Regions from separate parts of the Ovis aries genome. Here region 1 is linked to region 2. A link is a contact called in public Hi-C data. All regions are on one chromosome and are shown on one strand. The core of a region is the stretch at or near the end of the contact, and the rest is flanking DNA. Distances in the headings are between cores, read along the strand shown.

The links. A called contact is a pair of places that touch in the nucleus more often than the background predicts.
Region 1: a Hi-C map of tail adipose tissue shows a contact between it and region 2, with 3 times the contacts expected there. The contact joins two enhancer-like sites. A contact is called at or near these places in 4 of 16 Hi-C or Micro-C datasets (hypothalamus, muscle, omental adipose tissue and 1 more).

Annotation. Positions count from the first base shown.
Region 1 is chr3:81,316,921-81,320,534 of ARS-UI_Ramb_v3.0, reverse strand. No RefSeq gene overlaps it. Among named protein-coding and RNA genes, the nearest start is that of TRNAI-UAU, 31 kb to the left of the region's middle. Within about 2 kb of position 1,479, at least 13 of the 54 cell types and tissues checked have an H3K27ac peak or open chromatin away from gene starts, as enhancers often do. A contact at or near this core is called in tail adipose tissue, where this site is marked.
Region 2 is chr3:80,744,038-80,747,942 of ARS-UI_Ramb_v3.0, reverse strand. It overlaps THADA (THADA armadillo repeat containing), which reads right to left. Exons shown (of 38, transcript XM_060412225.1): 26 at 778-869. Among named protein-coding and RNA genes, the nearest start is that of THADA, 92 kb to the right of the region's middle. Within about 2 kb of position 2,137, at least 12 of the 54 cell types and tissues checked have an H3K27ac peak or open chromatin away from gene starts, as enhancers often do. A contact at or near this core is called in tail adipose tissue, where this site is marked.

The DNA.
Region 1 (3,614 bases), core at 230-2,729, 570 kb before region 2:
TATGATGGGACCCACTAGAGTTGCATCCAAGAGGCATTTTCTTTGTAAATTCCTTACTTCAGTTCAGTTCAGCTGCTCAGTCATGTCTGACTCTTTGTGACCCCATGGACTGCAGCATGCCAGGCCTCCCTGTCCATCACCAACTCCCAGAGCTTACTGAAACTCATGTCCATGACTCGGTGATGCCATCCAACCATCTCATCCTCTGTCGTCCCCTTCTCCTCCTGCCTTCAATCTTTCCCAGCATCAGGGTCTTTTCAAATGAGTCAGTTCTTCACATCAGGTGGCCAAAGTATTGGAGCTTCAGCTTCAGCATCAGTCCTTCCAGTCAATATTCAGGACTGATTTCCTTTAGGATGGACTGGTTGGATCTTGCAGTCCAAGGGACTCTAAAGAGTCTTCTCCAACACCACAGTTCAAAAGCATCAATTTTTCAGTGCTCAGCTTTCTTTATGGTCCAACTCTCACATCCATACATGGCTACTGGAAAAACCATACCTTTGACTAGATGCACTTTTGTTGGCAAGGTAATGTCTCTGTTTTTTAATATGCTGTCTAGGTTGGTCATAGCTTTTCTTCCAAGGAGCAAGCATCTTTTAATTTCATGGCTGCAATCACCATCTGCAGTGATTTTGGAGCCCCCCAAAATAAAGTCTCTCACTGTTTCCATTGTTTCCCCATTTATTTGCCATGAAGTGATGGGACCAGATGCCATGATCTTAGTTTTCTGAATGTTGAGTTTTAAGCCAACTTTTTCACTCTCCTCTTTCACTTTCATCAAGAAGCTCTTCAGTTCTTCGCTTTCTGCCATAAGGGTGGTGTCATCTGTATATCTGAGGTTATTGATATTTCTCCTGGCAATCTTGATTCTAGCTTGTGCTTCATTCAGCCCAGCATTTCGCATGAGGTACTCTGCGTATAAGTTAAATAAGCAGAGTGACAATATACAGCCTTGAGGTACTCCTTTTCCTATTTGGAACCAGTCTGTTGTTCCATGTCCAGTTCTAACTGTTGTTTCTTGGCCTGCATACAGATTTCTCAGGAGGCAGGTCAGGTGGTCTGGTATTCCCATCCCTTTAAGAATTTTCCACAGTTGTGATCCACAGAGTCAAAGGCTTTGGCATAGTCAATAAAGCAGAAGTAGATGTTTTTCTGGAACTCTCTTGCTTTTTCGGTGATCCAGCAGATGTTGGCAATTTGATCTCTGGTTCCTCTGCCTTTTCTAAATCTTATTTTTTTTCTTATTTTACTTAATAAGGCAGTTGAAATAACATCCCCTGTTCCGTTCTATTCTGTGTAGAGGGAGGAAAGCAGAGCTGTTGTCTGCTGTGGCTGGACCTCGACCCTCCGTCTCTGGAGGCATTTAGGATGGAGCTGGCATCCCTCCCTGCCCCCCCTAGGGTGCAAGCACTGAGTCCAGGAGCTGGGACTATGGGAGGGAAGGTGCTCGTGACCCTTCCCCTGTCTTCCTGCTGGCTTTTACTCTGAGGACAGGGGAGAGGGCTGTTCCAGGCCTTGCTGGCAGCCAGGCCAGTGCTTGTGGTAGGCGTTGTTTATATGAATGCGCAAATGTTTATGTGAGATTGCCAACCGGTTCTTTATGAGTCTCTCAGCCCTTCCCCAATAAAAGCTGTTCCCTCAATGTTCTGACAGGCCCCGCATCTGTAACTAATGTGTCACTCGCTCAGCTAATGCAGTTCACTTGTGTTTATTTTTGCACAAAAGCAATTTATCCAGCCGCTCTGGGGAAAAAAAAAAAAAAAGCCCTGTAGGAGCCCTTCTTTGGAGCAAAATATTTTTCCTCAAAAGATATTCCAAATGCTCGCAAGGCAAGGCAGACTTCTGGTGTCTATGTCTGACTGTGTCTGTGGGTCTGTCCTGAGTGTGAGGGAGTGCAGGGCACGGGCGTGGACAAACGCTTTATCTCCAAGCATGTGGCTGCGTGTCTTTGTGCCCCTGTCTTGGACTGAGTGGCTCTGAGTGTTTACCTCTGAATCTGAGTTCTGCTGGGTGTGTTTGGGTTCCTTTTTGAAAAGGCCTTGGGGGTGGGGCTGGATCTAACTTTGCATTCCCTCTGGTGGAGATAAATCAAAGTTGGGAAAGTGAGTTGTTGGCAGTTAAGACGCCTGGAGGAGGAGGCTTGAGGAAGAAGGAGAGGGGGGCGAAGGTTAAAAGGGAGGATGACTGGCTTCAGGGCAAAAGGAACATTACCGCTTGCCGGCCGAGGACTCTTAACTATAAACTGTGGAGGAAGGCCCAGGCATCCCTTCCCGCGGCTGTAAATTTTATCATTCCCACTCTGTTTCCCTCCAGTATTGGCAGAAAGCCTTCAGCATGAAAAGGATGCTCTGCGGGCTTGTTTGGGGGCCGCTGTCAGGAATGAGGGAGCTTGAGAAGCCTTTGCCTGCTGCACGAGCAGGTCTCTGGGGAAAGGCGCCAACCAGTGGGGTGGGGAGGTTGGGAGGGCCATGTCTCCATGAGGGTGGGGGTCACCAGAGTGGGGGTCAGGGGCCCTCAGCACCACTGAGTGCTTGGGGTCTGCCAGAAGGAAAAAGAGGTGCTTTGGGCTGGGGAAGGACCTGGTGGACTCTGGTCCTCAATCTCCTCCCAGTGTTTGTCACTCTGACCTTGGTCAGCCAGTGAACCAGTCTGGGTTGGGCTGGAGAGTCCAGAAGACTCCATGTAGACCCCTCCCACCGCTGGGAAGTCTCCAGGATGCCCATGGCCAGTTGGCATGGAGGGGGTGGGCCTGATGGCAGATGCCTTTCATGTCATACCCAAGTGTCCCAGCAATAGTAATGGCGTATGAGGACAGTGGTTCCAAGACTGCCTGCCTGAAGAACCTTCTCACTCACCACCTGAAGCAGGTGTCTTCTCACCGCTCACACCAAATCTTGGCTGCCTTGTCCAGATCTGCAGGAAAATATTAGGTAAACAGTTTGGAGTTCTTCCCTCTTCAGTTTCCCTCCAGTAAGTCTTCATTAAATCTCTGGTGCCTGCCAAACGATAAGTCAGCTGATATTCACGTAAACATAGAGAAATGGACAACTGTGCTTTGCCCTAAGGCTTGTTTTTGCGAACCTGGGCTGTTCCAATGGTGATTTTGTTTGGCGTCCACGTCCTGGCTGTGAACTGGGGTGGTCAGGGGAAGCTGTCCATTTGTCTCATGGTTTCTCTGGCCAGGTGGCATTTGCGGTCATCCCTTTGTCTCCCTGTGACCTGAGCGAACTTGGCTTCAGGGCCTGCTCTTTGTCTTGGCCGGGGTGTGTGCACGGAGGAGGAAGGCGAGAAGCGGAAGGATGTCAGTTAGTCTGGACTCTGGTTTCCAGTAACTGAATTCAGATTGGATACACGTGAGGGCAGGACAGTGGGAAGACATCTGAAAAATCAGTGTTTCCCTTTTGAGCTCTGTCTCCGTGGAACGAATGTCCTGTTCTCAGAGCAGGCCTCCCTGCCCCATCCTCATGCCCTGTCTGTGTGTGTTCCCTCGGCTCCTGCCCTCAGACCCTCCGCTTCCTCCTGTTTCTCCTTCTGTCCCTCCTTCTGGTCACCCTGGGATTTGAAACTCCTTCTTGAGTTAAATTCACTCCTCAGCTGGTGGCGGCCCCTTAGTG
Region 2 (3,905 bases), core at 888-3,387:
ATAGTTACAGGAGGTGATTAAACACGCAGCGACAGTGACATCTAGTGTTAACAACTGCAAGCCAGCAGACTGCCATTAAACCCTCCCAACTGCTAATAAACAACTATTCAAAGCTTCTCTTCTTTAAAAACCAACAAACAGAACTTTTGCCTTGTATCCAAAGATTACTCATAATCAAAGTGTTTCAATAAGTTTTCCTCCAGACATTAAAAAAAAAATCCTAAGAGAAAAACATCTTAGAGAGTAAACACAACACAGAAGACCTAAAAGTTGAAAGCACTGTTTATTCTGTGTGTCCAGCACCTTTAACTACTCCCCCTGGCTACAGGTTAATGCAGAAGTAACCTGGGACATGGCCTGATGAGTATACCATAGACATTTAAACTTCCAGTTACTATAAAAGCAAAGATATTGCACAAGCTAGTACTTGATGACACATTAAGAAAAAGCAATTTAGGACATTTCAGGAATACCTGAAGAAGATTAAATCAGAAGCAAAACAAAACAAAAACAACTTTAGCTGCTGCACTGAAAAACAAGCTCTACATTTCAGCCCTTGCTACCTCCAATATTTTTGTTGCTTTGAAAGGTCCACTTATTAAACAGTAGATATTTTTGCCTAGGGGCTTAACATTTGGCAGCATAGGTTCATTTACTATAGTATTTTTATAGTTTTATGCTCTAGATCAATCTATAAAAGTAAGCAAAATTCTAAAAATTATTTTTGGCCAGAATGATATTTTGTAAAAAATAAAGTTAGCATTAGATGAAGCTTACCTATTTTTTTTGGAAAGTTCATCCTTTCCCCTTTTAACTCCAAATATTCTTGTGATCAAGGTACTGAAGAGAAGCGTGGATGAATTTCTCACCTGTGTAAAAATACACAGTACAAGTTAAGAAATATTCATGGCATGAAACCAACATTTACAATGTTCAGACATTTACAATGTTCAAAACCATTACCCGATTGCCTAGTGTGTGGCTAAAGAAGATAGAGTTGTGTTCATAAAATAAGACAATTTTCAATAACTTTATAGCAATTACTTCATTACTATGAAGGACTTCCTCTTAAACTGAGCTCAACAATCCAACCACATGTACATAACACAGCTTTTTCCTGTACTTCTTTACAACCACCAACTGTTGCATTATCTCTTTGTACCTGTATCATCAAGTAACCATTTTTAAAAAAACAAAACCAATAAATTCATTTTTCTACATCATTTCTGATGAATATCCCAAGAAAGAGCTTAGCTCTTTCCTTTTATTTTCTACAATCATTTACCTATGAGAAAATACTTATCAGATCTAACTCAATGGATCCACATTATTAATATGGCCAATAAAATACTAATCTGCTTCCCAACCAATGTATCAAGACAGTTTCCTATGTCATAAAAATGTCTTGAGTATCAAGGCATATTGTGCTGTGCTTAGTTGCTCAGTAGTGTCTGACTCTTTGGGACTCCATGGACTGTAGCCCACCAGGCTTTCCTAACCATGGGGATTCTCCAGACAAGAATACTGGAGTGGGTTGCCATGCCCTCTTCCAAGGGACTTCCCAACCCAGGGATCAACCCAGGTCTCCTGCACTGCAGGCGGACTCCTTACCATCTGAGCCACCAGGGACATTGAAGGTGAAAGTCGGTCAGTCATGTCTGACTCAGACGTGTCTGACTCTTTATAGCAACCCCATCAACTATATAGTCCATGAAATTCTCCAGGCCAGAATACTGCAGTGGGTAGCCTTTTCCTTCTCCAGGGGATCTTCCCAGCCCAGGGATCGAATCCAGGCCTCCTGCATTGCAGGCAGATTCTTTACCAGCTGAGCCACAAGGGAAGCCCTATACCAGGGATATTGGGCTTCCTCAATTACCTTGCCAAATCTGAGTAGAGATGTATAAATATGTACTGACTTTCCTAAGTATGTAAGGCCGTATACTAGCACCATGGAGAATATCCAGAAATAGAAGACACACACTTACTGCTAACACAGAGCTCATATTCTAATTAGACAGGAGTTATACAGTGTGTTAAAATAGCAATGTAAGAAGAAAGGTAGCTGACAGTAACAATGTAGGATTTAGAAAACAGCTTCCCGAAACTACTGCAGTAAGGATCACACACTCAAACGCCCACAAAGGCAGTGAGTTACACAGGCGGCAGAGGACTGGGTCTAAGGCAGGCACTATTAAGCTGAAGCTGAAGCTAATGCCCTGAGGAAAATGTAAGCCCGGTGTTGCCAGATCTTCTGCTTTTTCAACAGAAGCCAGAAACCCTAAGTTTTATGTGAATTCTATTTTGAAATGTTGGCAATAAATTAAAGAAAAAAAAAAAAACCGTATTGCGGGAGCCAAATAAAACACAGTTGTGGGCCAGATTTGACATATCAGCCACCAGTGTGTAACCTCTCCTCCAGAAGCACATGACTGACTCAATTTATGTGCGGTAACTCTTGAAATGGACCACAGATACACCGGCACAATTCATACCTTAATTGCAATGAAACTCTAAAATTGGACAAGCTCACTTACATCCATTCCACAGTTAACAAACATTAATGAAATCCCTGATATCTCCAAACAAGTCACTCTGTCCTGGTACTCTACTGACATCCCCTCTGACCTAGCTCAGGTCTTACCTCTCACCTAGTCTATGGACTTGGTTCCCAAAGACTCCTTAGGTTGAAGATGACTTAGTAAAGTCATCCATGACCCTATCACCTTGAGATGGACAGGTACACACTGCTATATTTAAAAGTAACAACCAAAAAGGACCTACTGTGTAGCACAGGGGACTCTGCTCAATGTTATGCTGCAGCCTCGATGGGAAGGGAGTTTGGGGGAGAATAGATACATGTATATGCATGGCTGAGTCGCTCTGTTGTGCTCCTGAAACTACCACAAAATTGTTAGCAGGTTACACACCAATATAAAATTAAAAGTTGGTGGTTGTTTTTTTTAAAGAATCACACAAAAGCATAAAACGAAAAGAAAAATCAATACACAAACTTCATCTTGCCCTAAACCAAACTTTCTGACAAAGACTGCCAGAGGCAGTAAAGTTAAAACAGGACTGCCTGGAGAGGAAAGGGGAAGCCTGAGGAGGCACACTTTATCAAAACCATAGAGGACTGTTTTACAGACTGAATGAGGGCCTGCAGAAGGAAAACTCCCTTGTTTGATTCAACAGGCTGAAGGCAGGAGACACATAATGTCTTTGAGTAATGTTAAGATGGATCAGAAGGATTACCATCCTGATCCATTCACCATCAAGTTCCCTCATTAGTGGCCAATGACTATCATTAATTTTTCCAGTAGATACAGCAAATTAGTGGTGTTCTACCATTAATTAGTTACAGTTTTTAGAAAAACTACCATTAAAAAAAAAAAAAAAAGCTTTCCCTAGTGAGCTATTTGGTCATTCTGTTATCAGTTAATACAGAATTATTTCCATAAATTTACCAGTTTGCAGAATAATGAGTTCATGCCACAGTAATCTCCAAAGGTGACCAAAAGATAAACTTATAAGACATTTAAAAAATGATCCTTTTATTGAGATATAATTCATATATCATAAAATTCACTTATCTTAAAGGGTACTCTTCAGTAATTTTACTATATTCACAAAGTAGAAATGATCACCACTACTTAACTCCAGAACATTTTCATGACTCCAAAATGAAACTCTATATACATTAACAGTCATTTCCCGTCTTCCCACTCTAGGCAAGACTTTCTGTCCCTATGGATTTGCCTGTTCTGGACATCTCACACATTCCTCCAACCTTCTGTATGTGGCTTTCATTCTCAAGGCTCACCCGTGTTGTAGCATTTGTCAGTATGCCATTCCTTCTTATGACTGAATAATATTCCACTTTATGGATATACTACATTAAAAAAATC